Linked DNA regions of Sus scrofa: region 1 is linked to region 2. The links are chromatin contacts, called in public Hi-C maps. All regions are on one chromosome and are shown on one strand. The core of a region is the stretch at or near the end of the contact, and the rest is flanking DNA. Distances in the headings are between cores, read along the strand shown. Region 1 has its middle 21 kb from the start of IGFBP4. Region 2 has its middle 19 kb from the start of CCR7.

The links. A called contact is a pair of places that touch in the nucleus more often than the background predicts.
Region 1: a Hi-C map of liver shows a contact between it and region 2, with 1.7 times the contacts expected there. The contact joins two enhancer-like sites. A contact is called at or near these places in 9 of 47 Hi-C or Micro-C datasets (blood, embryonic fibroblasts, fetal heart ventricle and 5 more) and 1 of 2 datasets of contacts at active chromatin or transcription factors (skeletal muscle).

Annotation. Positions count from the first base shown.
Region 1 is chr12:21,955,284-21,962,576 of Sscrofa11.1, forward strand. No RefSeq gene overlaps it. Among named protein-coding and RNA genes, the nearest start is that of IGFBP4, 21 kb to the right of the region's middle. Within about 2 kb of position 3,673, at least 16 of the 83 cell types and tissues checked have an H3K27ac peak or open chromatin away from gene starts, as enhancers often do. A contact at or near this core is called in liver and retroperitoneal adipose tissue, where this site is marked.
Region 2 is chr12:21,872,700-21,879,898 of Sscrofa11.1, forward strand. No RefSeq gene overlaps it. Among named protein-coding and RNA genes, the nearest start is that of CCR7, 19 kb to the left of the region's middle. Within about 2 kb of position 5,767, at least 31 of the 83 cell types and tissues checked have an H3K27ac peak or open chromatin away from gene starts, as enhancers often do. A contact at or near this core is called in liver and retroperitoneal adipose tissue, where this site is marked.

The DNA of each region.
Region 1 (7,293 bases), core at 2,423-4,922, 80 kb after region 2:
TTCCAAACTTGCCTGGTCCCCTGGCTCAGCACCCTCAGGCAAGCAGATGGATGAATTTGAAGCCCACAGGTAGGAAAAGATACCATGTTCAGTGTGGCTAAAGCCTATGGCACCCAAGGGAGTCAAAGAGGAGGCAAAGGAAAGAGATAGCAGCCAGATCAAGAACCTTGGGTCCAAGGAATGAAAATCTGTTGAATGAATGAATGAATGAATGAATGAGTGCATGGGGCTGGCCTCAGCACCACTGTGTACAGTTGTGCAAGTGATAAGGGAACCCAAGAGAACTGCTCTGCCACACGGCTCTCAGCTTCAGGTTTCATGGTTTTGTAATGAGGGTTTTGGGGGTTTGGGGGTGGGGACTTTTTTTTTTTGCCACGACCGCAGCATGTGGAAGTTCCCCAGGTCAGGTATCGAACCCATGCCATAGCAGCAACCCAAGCCATAGCAGTGACAATGCTGGATCCTTAACGCTCTGAGCCACCAGGGAATGCTGCCTCAGGTTTTATGGTAACAGGGTTCGTTTCCAGATCGTCTCTGGCCAATCATCTTGCTTGGCCCATATCTGGTCCCGCTCGAGGTCCTTCTTGGTGGCACTTGCACCTCTCAGCCAAGATGGATTCCAGCACCAAGGATTCTGGGAGGTTGGTCGTCTCCTCCCGCCTGTTGGCCCCTCCCAAACCCTCCTGTTAGTTTTCAGGGCAGCATCATGTTCCCAATCAGGGCCTCCTGTTTTGAGACAACTCATGCCAGCAGTTATTATTATTATTTTATTTTTTTAGGGTTAGAGCCATACCTGCGGCATGTGGAAGTTCCCAGGCTAGGGGTCGAATTGGAGCTGCAGCTACTGGCCTACACCACAGCCACAGCCACAGCCACGCAGGATCCAAGCCACATCTGGGACTTACGCCACAGCTAGCAGCAACACCAGATCCTTAACCCTGTGAGTGAGGCCAGGGATCAAACCCACTTCTTCACAGACACTGTGTCGGGTTCTGAACCCACAGAGCCACAACGGGAACTCCCAAGAGCCATTATTGTTGTGCCTGGTCAAGGTGGGCAATTTCAGTCAATGGTCCCCTAACAGTTGCACGGTGCACAGGTGTACATGGCAGCCTCTTTGGGCTTCATCCTGTAGGTAATGGGGTGACATCAAGGCTTTTCAACCACGGACTAAGTGACCGGATTTTGGGGTACAGGAGAAAAGACCTGAGGCCTGGGTGGAGAGGAGTGTGATGGGAAGAGGAAACAGGGAAGATTGGGAGCTCAAGCCAGGAAAAAGATGGGGTCTGTCAGGCCGAGACAGGCTGGGACAGGAGCCTACCTGACCTGGGCCTGGGACCCGGTTTCCCCTTGAACTTGAAAGGACCACATAGGAAAAATAAGACCCGGCAGGGGGGCCGCAGGTGAGGGGAGCCTTCCCCCTTGTATTAGTCTGCCATAACAAAAAACCATAGACCAGGCAGTTCCCCCAATAGACACATCTCCCCTGACAGTTCTGGAGCCTGGAGGTGTGCCATCTGGGGACCAGCACAGGGAGGGCTCTCTCCTTGGCTTGCCGTCGGCCACCTTCCAGCTGTATGCACATATGACCTTTCCTCAGTGCATTTTCCTCTTCTGGTAAGGCCACCAATCCTATCAGATTAGGATCCCTCCTTTATGGGCTCAGTTAACCTCCTGTATTACCTCCCAAGGGACCTGTCTCCAAATACAGTCACCTTGGGGTCAGGGCTTCAACATATGAACTTGGCCAGACACAGTTCAATCCATAGCACCCCTCCATACAGGGCCCTGGCCTAGCCATGTTCCCCTCCCCCGTCGTGGTGCAGTGGTTAATGAATCCGACTAGGAACCATGAGGTTGCGGGTTCAGTCCCTGCCCTTGCTCAGTGGGTTAACGATCCGGCGTTGCCGTGAGCTGTAGTGTAGTGTAGTGTAGTGTGGTGTAGTGTAGTGTAGGTTGCAGACCCGCGTTGCTGTGGCTCTGGCGTAGGCCGGTGGCTACAGCTCCGATTTGACCCCTAGCCTGGGAACCTCCATATGCCTCAGGAGCGGCCCAAGAAATAGCAAAAAATAAATAAAAATAAAAAAGAATTAGAAGCCTAGCGGTTAGGCAGATCTGGGTGGCAGCGCCCCACCCACCCCCCACCATTGACTCCCTGCATGATTTAGGGCGAGTCGCTTCTCTGGGCCTCTGCCTCACAAACAGAGTCGTGGAAAGCCTAGAGAGACAACGGACATGAAGGTACTTTGCAGCCTATGGCGGAGCAGTGCTCATCAGGAGAAGGCTAGCACTCCTAGCCGTCTTTATTGAGCACCTAATGCAAGCCAAGTACCAGGCTGCTGGGATGGGAGCTCCACGAACAAAGAGACTCGAGGGTTCACCATCGAATCCCTAGCACCTAAAACGGTGCCTGGTGTATTTCAGGCTGCGGTAAATATTTGTAAGGAGCTTTGCGACGTGTTATCTCATTTCATCTCGACGGCAACACTGTGTAGCTACCATAATTTGCTATCATTTGATGGACGTGGAGCTGAGGATGAAGCACGGTTCCCAGGGTCCAACCATAATAAATGGCAGAGTGTGATTTGAGCCACTGAGCTCGATGATGGTCATAACGCCATGGGGAGCTTATGGAATCAGAGGTCATTACGCCCAATCCCCTGCCTCCACCTACCCCAGGATAGGGTTGTCTGCCCCTCCTGGTGCCTCTGCCAAGGCTCTTTTCTCCCACCGTCATCCCTACCCCAGGTTACTCAGGTTGCAAAAAGTCACCTGTCCCTCTTTCTGCCTGAAAGGTGGCCTATGTCCCCTGTCCCCTTTGACCCAGAATCTTCAATCAGGTTCTCCTTCCTTCTTCCCAAATAATCTTTACTTAACTGTCCTTCCTGAAGCCGGAAGAGTCTCCCCGCCCCACTGGGTGGAGGTTCAAAGAGAACTCTGCCCCGGGTTCTAATCCGTCTGCCACCAGCTCATGCATGTATGCCTTCAGACAAGCAAGACACGGGGCATCTATGTCATGGGTGAACTGGCGAAGACTTGAAGGCTGCTCCCTGCCCAGGTCTTCTTGGAAAGAACCTTTCTCAGCCGTGGGGCTAGAGCCATGCCCTCTGCCCGCCACCCAGCCCCGCACCCCTCTACGGGCCTGTTCTCCCCAAGGCCTCCTGGGTGGTCTGTCCCAGCTCCCACCCTAAAAGGTTGGATTCTGCCTCTGGGCACCCTCTGCCCCCTCCTCCCCCCCACTCTGGGCCTGCCCTCTGCTTCAGATCCTGAGGACCCCCCTTCCTCTGCCAGAGCCCAGAGTCCCCCACAAGGCACAGAGCACAACTGGAGGCCAGCCCTTCCCCAGCCCGCAGGCCCCAGGCTCCCCTCATTCCAGCCCCAGAAAGTCCCCAAGCCCCCAAGCCGGGGTTTACAAGGTCTGTTTGCATTTTAAAGGCAACGTCCCCGTTCCACCCCACCCCCCAAAAGAACACTTTCCAGAACTTTTAAGGGCCGTTTACATTTTAATATAAACCCTGTGGCCTGGGATTCCAGACTCGCCAGCCCCTGAATTCAGAACCTCTTGGGGGGAAGGTTTTTTGTTTTTACCCAGCAAGGAGCTGGGCCTGCTCAGGACTTTGGGAAGTGGGGGTGGCCAGAGACCCTGGGAGCATGGCTTCAGGCTGGCCCGGCCTGACCCCTCACAAGGCCAGCGATCAGGCCAGGGTCACTGAGCAGTCACATGTCACTTTCAATGAGAAGCCTTGAACTGAGGCTGAGAAATGAAGTTGAGAAACAACTCAGCCAAAAGCAATTGGACTTTTTTTTTTTTCTGATGTTTTTTTGGGGAAAAAACCCTCTATTGTCCGACTAACCTTCCATGATGCTGGAAAATTGAATTTATTTCCTGAGCAGTCTGGTCCAATTTCCCTTGGGTGGGGACAAGGCTGGGCTCCCCTCCCAGCCGCTTCAACTTAGAAGCTTCTGGCTCTGCTCAGAGACCAGGACCCAGAAGGGAGGTAGGGTCCCCTCCCCACCCCCACCCCACAGGCGACGCTTCAGGAACCTACCTTCCAAGCCCTGCACATTGGGAAGTTTGTTTTTTTTTTTTAAATCTCCAAATTGCCTTGCCCTCACTACCTCAGCCACCGGGTCTGGCTGGCAGCCAGCTTGGCCTGTCCCCCACCCACCACAGCTCCGTGTCCCCCAGCTCCCTGCCTGGGTCTCTAGGCTCTCGGGGTGGGAGGTGGGGGGCAAACCGACAGGACAGCTGTAAAGCATTTGTGTGGCCGCCAGGCTGGCGGGGGAGCCATCTGCAGCCGGGTAGTGGCCAGGCCTGCAATGACATGGAACCCTGGTCTTCAGCCTGGCCCCAGCCCTTCCACCCCAGCCCCAGGGGCAGGAACCTCTCTGCCTACCAAGGCTAAGAAGGCCAAGGGTGAGGAGAATGAACCTGAGGCCAGTCCAGGGCTTGGGGAACAGGCCTAGTTAGCACCTCTTTGGCATCCTGCAGCCGAGCCGAGCTGCGGGGATGGGGACGGGGATGCTGCGCCCCCTTATGAGGGGGTGTTGCACCCCGTTATGAGGAGGTGTCATAAGTTCTAGGGCTGCCCCCCCACCCCAAGCCTTAGTGGGAGACTTGTCCTCACAGGAACTCACTAGATAGGAATCACCATCCCCATTTGACAGGTGGGAAAACTGAGGACAAGTCTCCCCACCACCATCCTCTGTGGGTTATAGAAAAGTCCCCACGCCACTAGCCTGGAGAGGAGAGGGAAGAAAAGGACCCTCTCTCCCCCAGCCCCAGTGCCAAGGACCCTCTCCACCTCCCCCTCCTCTTAGTCCGGGACCCCCTCCCTTCCTCCACACACCCCCACCCCCCTCCCCGCCAAGAAGGACAGTGAGTAAGTGGGCCGCTGAGACAGGCCCCCGGCCACAGCACACCCATCTGGTTCCAATCTGGAGAGCTGGTTCCCAGATGGAAGACAGCACACGGGGGAGGAGACCGCAGGCTCACTGCTCACCCCCGGTGCCCCCCCACACAGTGTGGGCCCCCCTTCACCTCCCAGACCGGCCTCACACACAGCCCCTGGGAGACCAGGTGAGGCAGGGACCCTGGCCTGCCTTTTCCTACCCCGTCGTCTGACCACACACCCCAGACCTCTGGCCACCGTTAGAGACCAGGCCTCAGAGGAGAGAAGGGAACCTACAGGGCAGATGAGGCCCAGGAGGGAGGAGACAGGGCTGCAGACACAGGGCAGGGGAGTCCCAGGAACCACCAGGGCCCCGCTGGATCTTATAAGTGGGGACCAGAGGTCCTGAGAAGGAAGTCTAATAGAACCACTTACTGAACTTGACCCCAAGCTCTATTCGTGCATTCTGCCCGTAGGTCCTCACGGGAACTCACTCGATCGGAGTCACCATCCCCATTTGACAGGTAGGGAAACGGAGGCTCACAGGACTGAAAGGGCTTGCCTGCCCATCATCACCCAGGTGGTTAAGTTACTCAGTCAGCCTAAGCCAGAGTGTGGGCACCAGGCTGCCCGCCACGAAGTCAAGTCTGCCTCAGGAATCCCATGTCTGCCTCCCCCGCTTGTTTCTAGACTCGGACCCTGTGGGAGTTCGGTTCTGGGAAAATCTACCCTCCCCATTCAGGTCCTCGTCTGGTTTCCCAACCCTCACCCACCCAGCTCCAACCTCTGTCTTCAGGCCCAAGGTGAAGGTTTTATCAGCCTCCCTGGTCGTGACTTGGGGCCAGCGTTCTCATCCTGGGTCTGGATGATGCTGGCACCTGGGCCTCAACTTCCCCATCCATAAAACAGACCGAGTTGTCTGCAACTGGGTTAAACAGTGATCGGTGATTCCCTAACCCTCCCTTGCTGTCGTTCTGAACAAACCCAGAGACTTCCCCTTGGCTTGGGTGGTCTTTAGAAGAAGGTTATAACCCCACTTTCAGAACCTACAGCCAGCGAGGGGGCCAAGAGGATGAGGGGACCCAGCCAGCCATGGAAGCCACGAATCTCCTTCTCTCCCTGAGGGGACTTCATTGCTGCCTGCACTGAAAGCAATTTGTCATGCCCTGAATTAAGCGATTCCAACAAGGGTTTAATTTCAGTTTAATGGCTCTGTTTTTATGTGTAATTAAATACCATTGCATGGCAAAAATATGTTGTTTGCACTTTAGAGACTGTGTAAGGGGCCAAGAAGCCAATCCCACTGGGGTTCCACTCCCAGGCTCCACCAGCCCCTCCCCAAGTCTGGATGGAATTGTCTGGGTCAAGGAGGAAGGGGGTGGGGACCTGGGGAAGGGAGGAGGGGACAGTGAGGGGAGAGGTGGTCCTGGTGGCGCCTGCTCACTCATTAGAGTATGTTTCTTTCTTTCTTTTTTTCTTTTTTTTTTTTTTTTCCCGGTCTTTTTGCCTTTTCTAGGGACACTCCAGCGGCATATGGAGATTTCCAGGCTAGGGGTCTAACTGGCCTACATCAGAGCCACCGCAACAAGGGATTCGAGAAGTTCTTAACCCACTGAGCAAGGCCAGGGATCGAACCTACAACCTCATGGTTCCTAGTCAGATTCGTTAACCACTGAGCCACGACGGGGACTCCAAGAATATGTTTCTAATTACCTACAGCATCCCCCCTGCTACTCCCTGACCCCATCCCTCCCCAAGCTCTGGGGCTGCAGACATAGAGGTGACAGGTTACTCTGACACTGAGGATTTAATTAGACCCCTGGCTGGCCGGCAGTGGGGGTTGTCTGCTCCCCGAGCAGCATGCGCAGGCTTGTGCCCCAAGGTCTGCTCTGTGGTCTCCCCTCCACTCAGTTCCCGTTAACTGCCTCCTCCCCTTTGACCCCCTCGCCTGCCTCACCAGGCACCCCTTTGGTCCCCTTTTCCCGATTCCCCAATATCCCAGCTGCCAGCCTCCTCCCAGCTCCCTCCCACACCATCGTGCCTTTCTTTTTCTAGGTCGGCGGTGACGCAGGGGTCTGGCATACAAGGGGAGCATCTCTGGCTGGGCATGTTTCAGGATCACTTACTGCACAGCCATATCCCACCCCCCAGAAGTGGGGCTGAGCAGGAGCCCCAAGTCTTGGGCGCCTCATGACATTCCTGGAGTAACTCTGTAGTGGAATCTGGTCCAGAGGGCAGAGGAGTTGGGAAAGGCAGCCTTTTCCTGGAAGGAGTTGAAGGAATGGCCATGGCTGGAATCTCAGAGCCCTGCTGGGAGAAGGGGCAGGAGCTTTGACCATCTCTCCGGAGATGCCCCAACCTGAACCCAATACTGGAGTCAATCTAAGTCTCCATTTCTTTC
Region 2 (7,199 bases), core at 4,517-7,016:
CTGTGGCTGTGGCCAGCAGCTGTAGCTCTGATTAGACCTCTAGCCTGGGAATTTCCATATGCCACGGTGCAGCCTTAAAAAAAAAAAAAGAGAAAAGGAATGTGTGTGTGTGTGTATATATATGTGACTGGGTTGCTTTGCTGTACAACAAATAATTTGCACAACATTGTAAATCAACTATACTTTAATTCTAAAAATGCAAAAAAAAAAGCAAGAAAGGGCTTTCTCTGGGAGTTGGGGTCGCAGTTGCATTTCTATATTGAGAGGGAACTGTTGGAGGGAGAGGAAGCTGGCCTCTGCGGTGGGGGTTAAGGCAGATGAGATGGGGAGAGGGAAGGAATTCTGAGTGATGAGCAGAAGGCAGGGGGAAGGAGGGCCAGGGTGGTCTAAGGATGAGAGGGATTGAACCTGCATCCTCAGGGACACACTACGTCAGGGTCTTAACCCGCTGAGCCACAACAGGGACTTCAACATAGCCTTGTTTTTGTCTGTAGTTCACCCATCCCCGGGGAATCCACTGGCTGGGCTGCTCTATGCGTCACAATGACCACTACACAGCGTGAACTCCAGGTTCTCATCGTTGAATAAATAAACATTTCCCTGCAGGGCAGGGTGCCCGCGGGCTTAGCCTGGGGCTGCCGGCCCCATTCCCTCTCAGGCAGTAGGTCTCAAGGTCAGACAGTAGGAGGGCAAGAGGGCAGGAGAGGAAACAGGACTGGTCCCAGGATCCTCCCGGTGCCAAGGTCAGTGCTTGCTCGGGACAGAAGAGTTGATCATTGGTCTGAGTAAATACCTGACACTGTGAAGTTCTGCAGATGCTGCGGATGAAATGTCCCCAACCTCTTTCCCAATGTTTAAAAAGAGGCCTGGGAACGCGGGCACATTTATCTTGTATGGTTTACGCAAAAGGCACTCGGTGCCGAGCCTCAACCTGATCACATGCAAAGCCCAAGGCGTGCGTTCTTCTCCCCGGACTAGGGGGACTTGGGGGGCATAGCCAAAGCCCAGGGGTCAAGCCAGGCACCAGAAGCCACCCACAGGGGCACCAACTCTGCCTCCAACCCCTCCTCCCCAGCAGCCTACTCCCTGAACACCGCCGGCTCACCCGCACCGACCCCTCTTTCCACCGCACACCTGCTCAGCTCACCTCCACTTCAGAGATGCTCACCTGCCCAGTGAGCAAGCTCGGGAGTCCAGGGAAAAGGGAGTGGGAGAAGGATGGAAGGCTCTGGGCGGATGGATACATCCCTCGGCCGGCCCCTCCCAGAACAAGACACAGACCTGGACCCTCCCCCCTGGGGATCCTCCAATCCCGTCAAAGGCAGAACTTGGGCTTTCGTCCAAGAAGTACACCTGTTTGGGCCCCACCCCACCCAGGCCCGCATAGCCTTGGGGAGACCCTGGGCTACTTGGAGCTTGTGAGCTTTCACTGCTGGGAGAGTCAGACAGAGCCGGGTGATAGCAGGGGAGCGGGGGGGCGGGGGGGACGAGGAGTGGAGGGTGATGGAAGGGATGCAGGAAACAGAGCCTCAGAGAACAGAACCTCAAAGAAGGCGGGGCGAGGGGAGGGGCTGTATTAAGTTCGAAGTGGGGACGGGCTTATGGGTACCCAGTGCCTATGATGTGCCAGGACTGTGCTAGATACACCACCTCCTGCTGAATTCTGTGACAGCAGGTGAGGAAACTGAGGTTCAGAGAGCTTGTGTAACTCACCTGCGGTAACACAGCTAGCAAGAATAACTACAGCTTCCTTAGGATGTTATCATGTGCTACACACTGTACTAAGCATCGTATCTTATGCCATTTAATTCTCACAATATCCCTACTAGAATCCTATTTTATTTTATTTTTATTATTATTGTTTTTTTTTAATGGCTGCACCCGGAGCATACAGAGGTTCCCAGGCCAGGGGTTAAATCCGAGCCACAACTGTGACTTACACTGCCGCTGAGGTAACACCGGATCCTCTAACCTACTGTTCCGGGCCAGGGATTGAACCTGTGCCTTTGCAGCCACCGGAGCCACTGCAGCCAGATTCTTAACCCACTATACCACAGCGGCAACTCCTAGAGTCCCATTTAGAAAATAGGCAGTTGATGGAGTTCCCATCGTGGCACCATGGAAAAAAATCCGACTAGGAAACATGTGGTTGTGGGTTCGATCCCTGGCCTCACTCAGTAGGTTAAGGATCCAGTGTTGCTGTGAGCTGTGGTGTAGGTTGAAGACATGGCTCAGATTTGGTGTGGCTGTGGCTGTGGCTGTGGCTGTGGCGTAGGCCAGCAGCTGTAGGTCCGATTCGACCCCTAGCCTGGGAACCTCCATGTGCTGCGGATGCAGTTCTAAAAAGACAGAAAAAAAAAAAAAAAAAAGAAAGGAAGGAAGGAAGGAAGAAAAATAGAAAATAGGCAATTGAGACTCAGAGGGGTTAAGGAAGTCTGTCGAAGTCACACTGCTACCCTGATTTCGGGCAGTTCCAGCTGGCTTTCAAAGCCCACACTCTGGCCACTCCTTTACGGGGCCAAAGAAATAACTCTTTATTCACGACCAAAAATGTATGGAGCCCCTCCTTTGTGCCAGCCATTGTGCTAGGTACAGCCACTGTTCCCAAACCCCCTGGACGACGAGCTCTGACTTAGGAAGAAGGAAAAGCAAATAACAAAGACAGAGCCTCACCGGCCCAGGGGGATGTGACCCCCACACTAGGCAGCAGCCCTGCTCTCCCCACAGGCTTCCTGCACAGGTCCGCCCTGTGGGGTTTTATGCTTGGGAGCTGATTGTCCCGGCTCTGCCATAGGCAGAGTGGGTAACACGGGCAGGTCAGCTCCCCTCTCTGGGCCTCGTCCTCCTTAGCCGTGAGATGAGGGCGCTGGATTCTATAATCTCCACCATCGCCTCCAGCTCCCAAGCGCTGCCAGGTACCTTGTCTGGGTGGGGTCAGCCAGACGGGGCTCTGGGCACGTCATCGGCGTCCTTGCTGCCTGGAAGAGGCCCAGAGTGAGTGGGTGAGGGGCTGAGGAAGCTGCCCCACCCCCAGCTGTGGTTTCTGGTGGGGCCACCGTGGCAGCAGGTGAAGGGAAGTGCTTGTCACCCAGGCAGTAAAACAAAAGCCTCCCTGGGGCACTGTGGAAGGAGGCAGCCAAGGCGCCAAAAATAAAACACACCTTTCCTTTGATAGACCCCAGCAGCTGCCTGGGGCCTGGCCTGGGGGTGGTGAGGAGAGAGCTCAGATTTCATGCCCAGCCCCCCTCCACCACCACCCACCACACCCACACCCACTCTCACACACACACACACACACACACACACACACACAGCATAGTCACACATATACACACCCCGAGCAGTCACACGGGGCCTGTGCTCAGAAGGGCCCACACCTGATATGAAGCTCAGCTGTCTTCATTTGAAAATTCTTAATAATTTTTGAACAAGAGACCCAGCATTTTCCTTTGGGGCTGGGCCCTGCAAACACTGTAGCTGGTCCTGCAGCTAGGTAGGCATTCATAGTACATGCATTTACAAGGTGTTTAGGAAGCACAAGGTGTTTAAGAGTTCCTGTCGTGGCTCAGTGGTTAAAGACTCTTGACTAGCATCCATGACGATGCAGGTTCGATCCCTGGCCTTGCTCGGTGGGTTAAGGATCCAGCGTTGTCAGGAAATGTGGTGTAGGTTGCAGACTCAGCTCCGATCCCGAGTTGCTGTGACTGGAGCACGCAAATATTGGAGTTCCCGTTGTGGCTCAGCGGGTTAAGAACCCTACTTGTATCCATCAGGATGCAGGTTTGATCCCTGGCAGTGGGTTAAGGATCCAATGTTGCCACAAGCTGTGGTGTATGTCGGCAGCTATAGCTCCGATTTGACCCCTAGCCTGGTAACCCCCATATGCCATGGGGGTCACCCTAAAAAGACCAAAAAAAAAAAAAAAAAAAAAAAGAAGCACACAAATATTTATGTTGGAGAGGACATACCCTGCACACCCATACATGCCCCCCCATCTTCATGGGCATTCACTAGGGCCCACTCACTGGGGCACACACATGACCCAGCTCAGACACCTGCAGCCCGTTAGCTGGGTTGACTTACCATTGGGGGTGTTGCCAAAAGATGACCTCTATCTGCTGGTGCCAAATAGAAAGGCCAACTTCTGAGGCAACCAAAGAATTCGCCACAAGAAAACTCCCGTGCCTTGACCTTTTAAGCGTAGCTTTCCCCCGGAGAGGAAGGAGGTCGCTTCTCTGGACAAAAGAGAACAGAAATCACTTGCTTTGGCCACAGAGTGAGGGGAGTGGCATTGCTACCCCTTGTGCTTTGATATCATGTGGTCCCCAACAGGTCCCAGCTGTACCCTCTTCTGACCACAGTTCCTTCCAGGAAAGGCGGCTTCAACCACCAAACTTAGCGTGTACAGATCAACTCCTGATTGGCTGGCCTAGCCCAGTGCCTGGCATAGAATAGGTCAAAAAACATTTGTGGAATCAATGTATGAATGGCTAATTTGGGGGTCTGCCCACGCTTTTGACTCATAAGTCTGAAATCTGCCCAAAACCCCCTGCATTGCCGAGCTATGCCCAGACCCATAGCCCCGCTGCGGAAAGAGTGCTGGTCAAAGCCAAAGGTAAGGGCGCCCTTTCAGACTTGCTGTCCTGGGAGAGTCCCAGGCAGTAAACAGACGACCCTGCCCTCCAACGTCCACCCCCGCCCCACCGGAGCACCCGGTCAGAGCCGTCTAGCTCTGACGCGGGCTCCACTGCAAATAGATGCTGTTTCCATGGGAACTGAAACCCCCGTTTGTTTTTCCCTCTAAGGCACTCTGTCATTTCCAGCACGGTCTGTGCCACGTCAGCATCGTACCCTCAAGGAGAGCGAGCCGCTCCTGTGAGTTTGCGTCCAGGGCAGGGAGGCTGAGCTGCCCCGGCGAGGTCACGCCAAGGCTCCCCCCGACAACCCCACCAGAAGGGCCTCCGAGTGGCCACAGGCACCAGCCCCTGCCCACCTCCCCACTGCAGAGGGGCCCCACAGAGCAGGCAAAGCCAGAGATGAGTCCTTGAACCTTCCCGAGGGAGGTGGGGCGTTTGGGGGGGGTGCTCATTTCCAGTAAGAAGTAGGAGGGAAAAAAAAAGGTCTCAGTCTGGCAGCCTGGGCCCCAGAGATGGGTAACAGATGATTTCTGGCCACGGGGCGGTGGGGGGTGTGTGTGTGTGCTCTCAGCAGTTGGATCATCAGCCTCTATTGTTTGAGCCTCTGAGGAAACAGTCACAGGAGCCAGAGCAGAACAGAGACGAGGGTTTGGGGAGAAGAGGATTTGGGGAGCTGGCGGGGGCGGGGGGGGGGCTGGTGGACAAGGCAGTGGTGGACTTAAAGGACCGGATGAGATGAGGATGGAGGGGCTGCCCTTCCTGGAAGAGGCTTGGCCCTCTGTCCCCCATCCCATTCAGGCTTAGGACCTGGGAAGGCAAGTCCTTCCCCGGTCGAGTCCTGTGATGAGGGCAGCCAGGCAGCCTCCCTTTGAGAGAAGATCCAGCTGAGCCTGGCCCTCCTGACGGCTGGGGCTGGGCCTCCCGCCACCTGCTAGGGCAACAGGGAAAGTTCGCTCTTCTGCCCCATCTGCCCCTGTCCCTGTGCCCCCCCTCTGCCGGGGTAGCTGGGCCCAGGTGCTGGAGGCTGGGGGCGGGGCAGCAGAAGGCAAGCCGAGCCAGGCTGGAGTCTACACGCCTTTGAACTAGGGTTTTGACCTCACTCTCACTCTGAGCACCCTCGTCAGCAACACCAGGGCATAACAATACCTCCCACTCGCTCCCCTTCCAAGGCTGTGTTGTGGGCGAGGTGAAGAAACTGGTGTGAAAGTGCTGGGAGGTGGGGGGGCCAGAGCCCTTGTCCTTGCCCTTGTTGTTGTTGTCGTCGTTATTAACAGTGCAGAGACTCCCACCCCCCACCCGGTTTAACCCCAGGCTCCTTGCTTCCCACCCCTTCCTGCCACAGGTCAGGGGGTCGAGTTTCCCCGATTACTGATTACTCCGCCGGGGAGGGAGGCCTCGGCCGGCAGGAAGGCGAGAGGAATGCTGAGATCGAGACAGGGGGAGGCCGGCCATGGCCTTTTCCCAGGTGGGCAGCTGCTTTCTGGGGACCCCACGGCCTGGGGAGCCAAGCAGCAGGGACCTGGCGGCCCCAGACTCCAGCCCCTCACCCTCCTACCCTTGGCCATCAGCACTTTCGGAGGCCAGGCCAGCTCGGGCCACCTCCTCACTGCACCATGCGGTTGGTGACAGCCATCAAACCACTGACCTGATTTTCTGCAAAAGGGAAAAGATAATAGGGCACTTCCATGTGGGTGGCGTACACACACACACATACACACACACCCGCAGTGGAAACTTTCTCTGTCTCCTTGACAGGAACCCAGCCCTGAGAGAGAAAGGGAGAGGCTGAAGCTTCTGTGCTAGGAGCTTCCTGGGGTTCAAAGCTCTGTGTTTACCTGCGGTGGGCGGGCTCCTGCATGGGCCCGGCTGCTCTGACATCCCTCCCCTGCCGGGGGACAGAAGTTCTAACTGATCTGAGTCTCTGGGGGGGCCTCTGCTTGTCCACAGAGGCAAAGGGTGAGGCTGTGGGCCAGGCCCCTGCAAATCCCTAAGAGCTTCAATCCCGCCCCCCAAAGGACCTGAGAGGTCCTGGATGGAAATGTTTGCTAACTAAACATTTCCCCGAGTTCTCAGCAGGTTAAGAATCTGACTAGCATCCATGAGGGTGCAGGTTCGATCCCTGGCCTCGCTCAGTGGGTTAAGGATCTGGTGTTGCTGTGAGCTATGGTGTAGGTCACAGACACGGCTTGGATCCAGAGTTGCTGTAGCCGTGGTGTAGGCTGGCAGCTGCAGCTCCAGCTGGACCTCTAGCCTGGGAACCTCCCCATGCAGCAAGTTTGGCCCTAAAAAAGCAAAAGTACAAAAAATAAAAAAAATAAATCTCTCATCCCTGTACTTTCTCTAAACCCAGAGTCCCACTGGCCTCAGAAATACTTGGGGCCCAGATTCTGCCATTTATAAAGGGTTTTTTTTGTTGTTGTTTTTCTTTGTTTTTGTTTTTGTCTTTTTAGGGCCACACCTAAAAGTAGTGAGGTTCTACTTAGGTAGAACCCTGAACCAACAGCACCTGGGAGCTTATTAGAAACGCAGAAGGAGTTCCCCTTGTGGCTCAGCAGGTTAAGA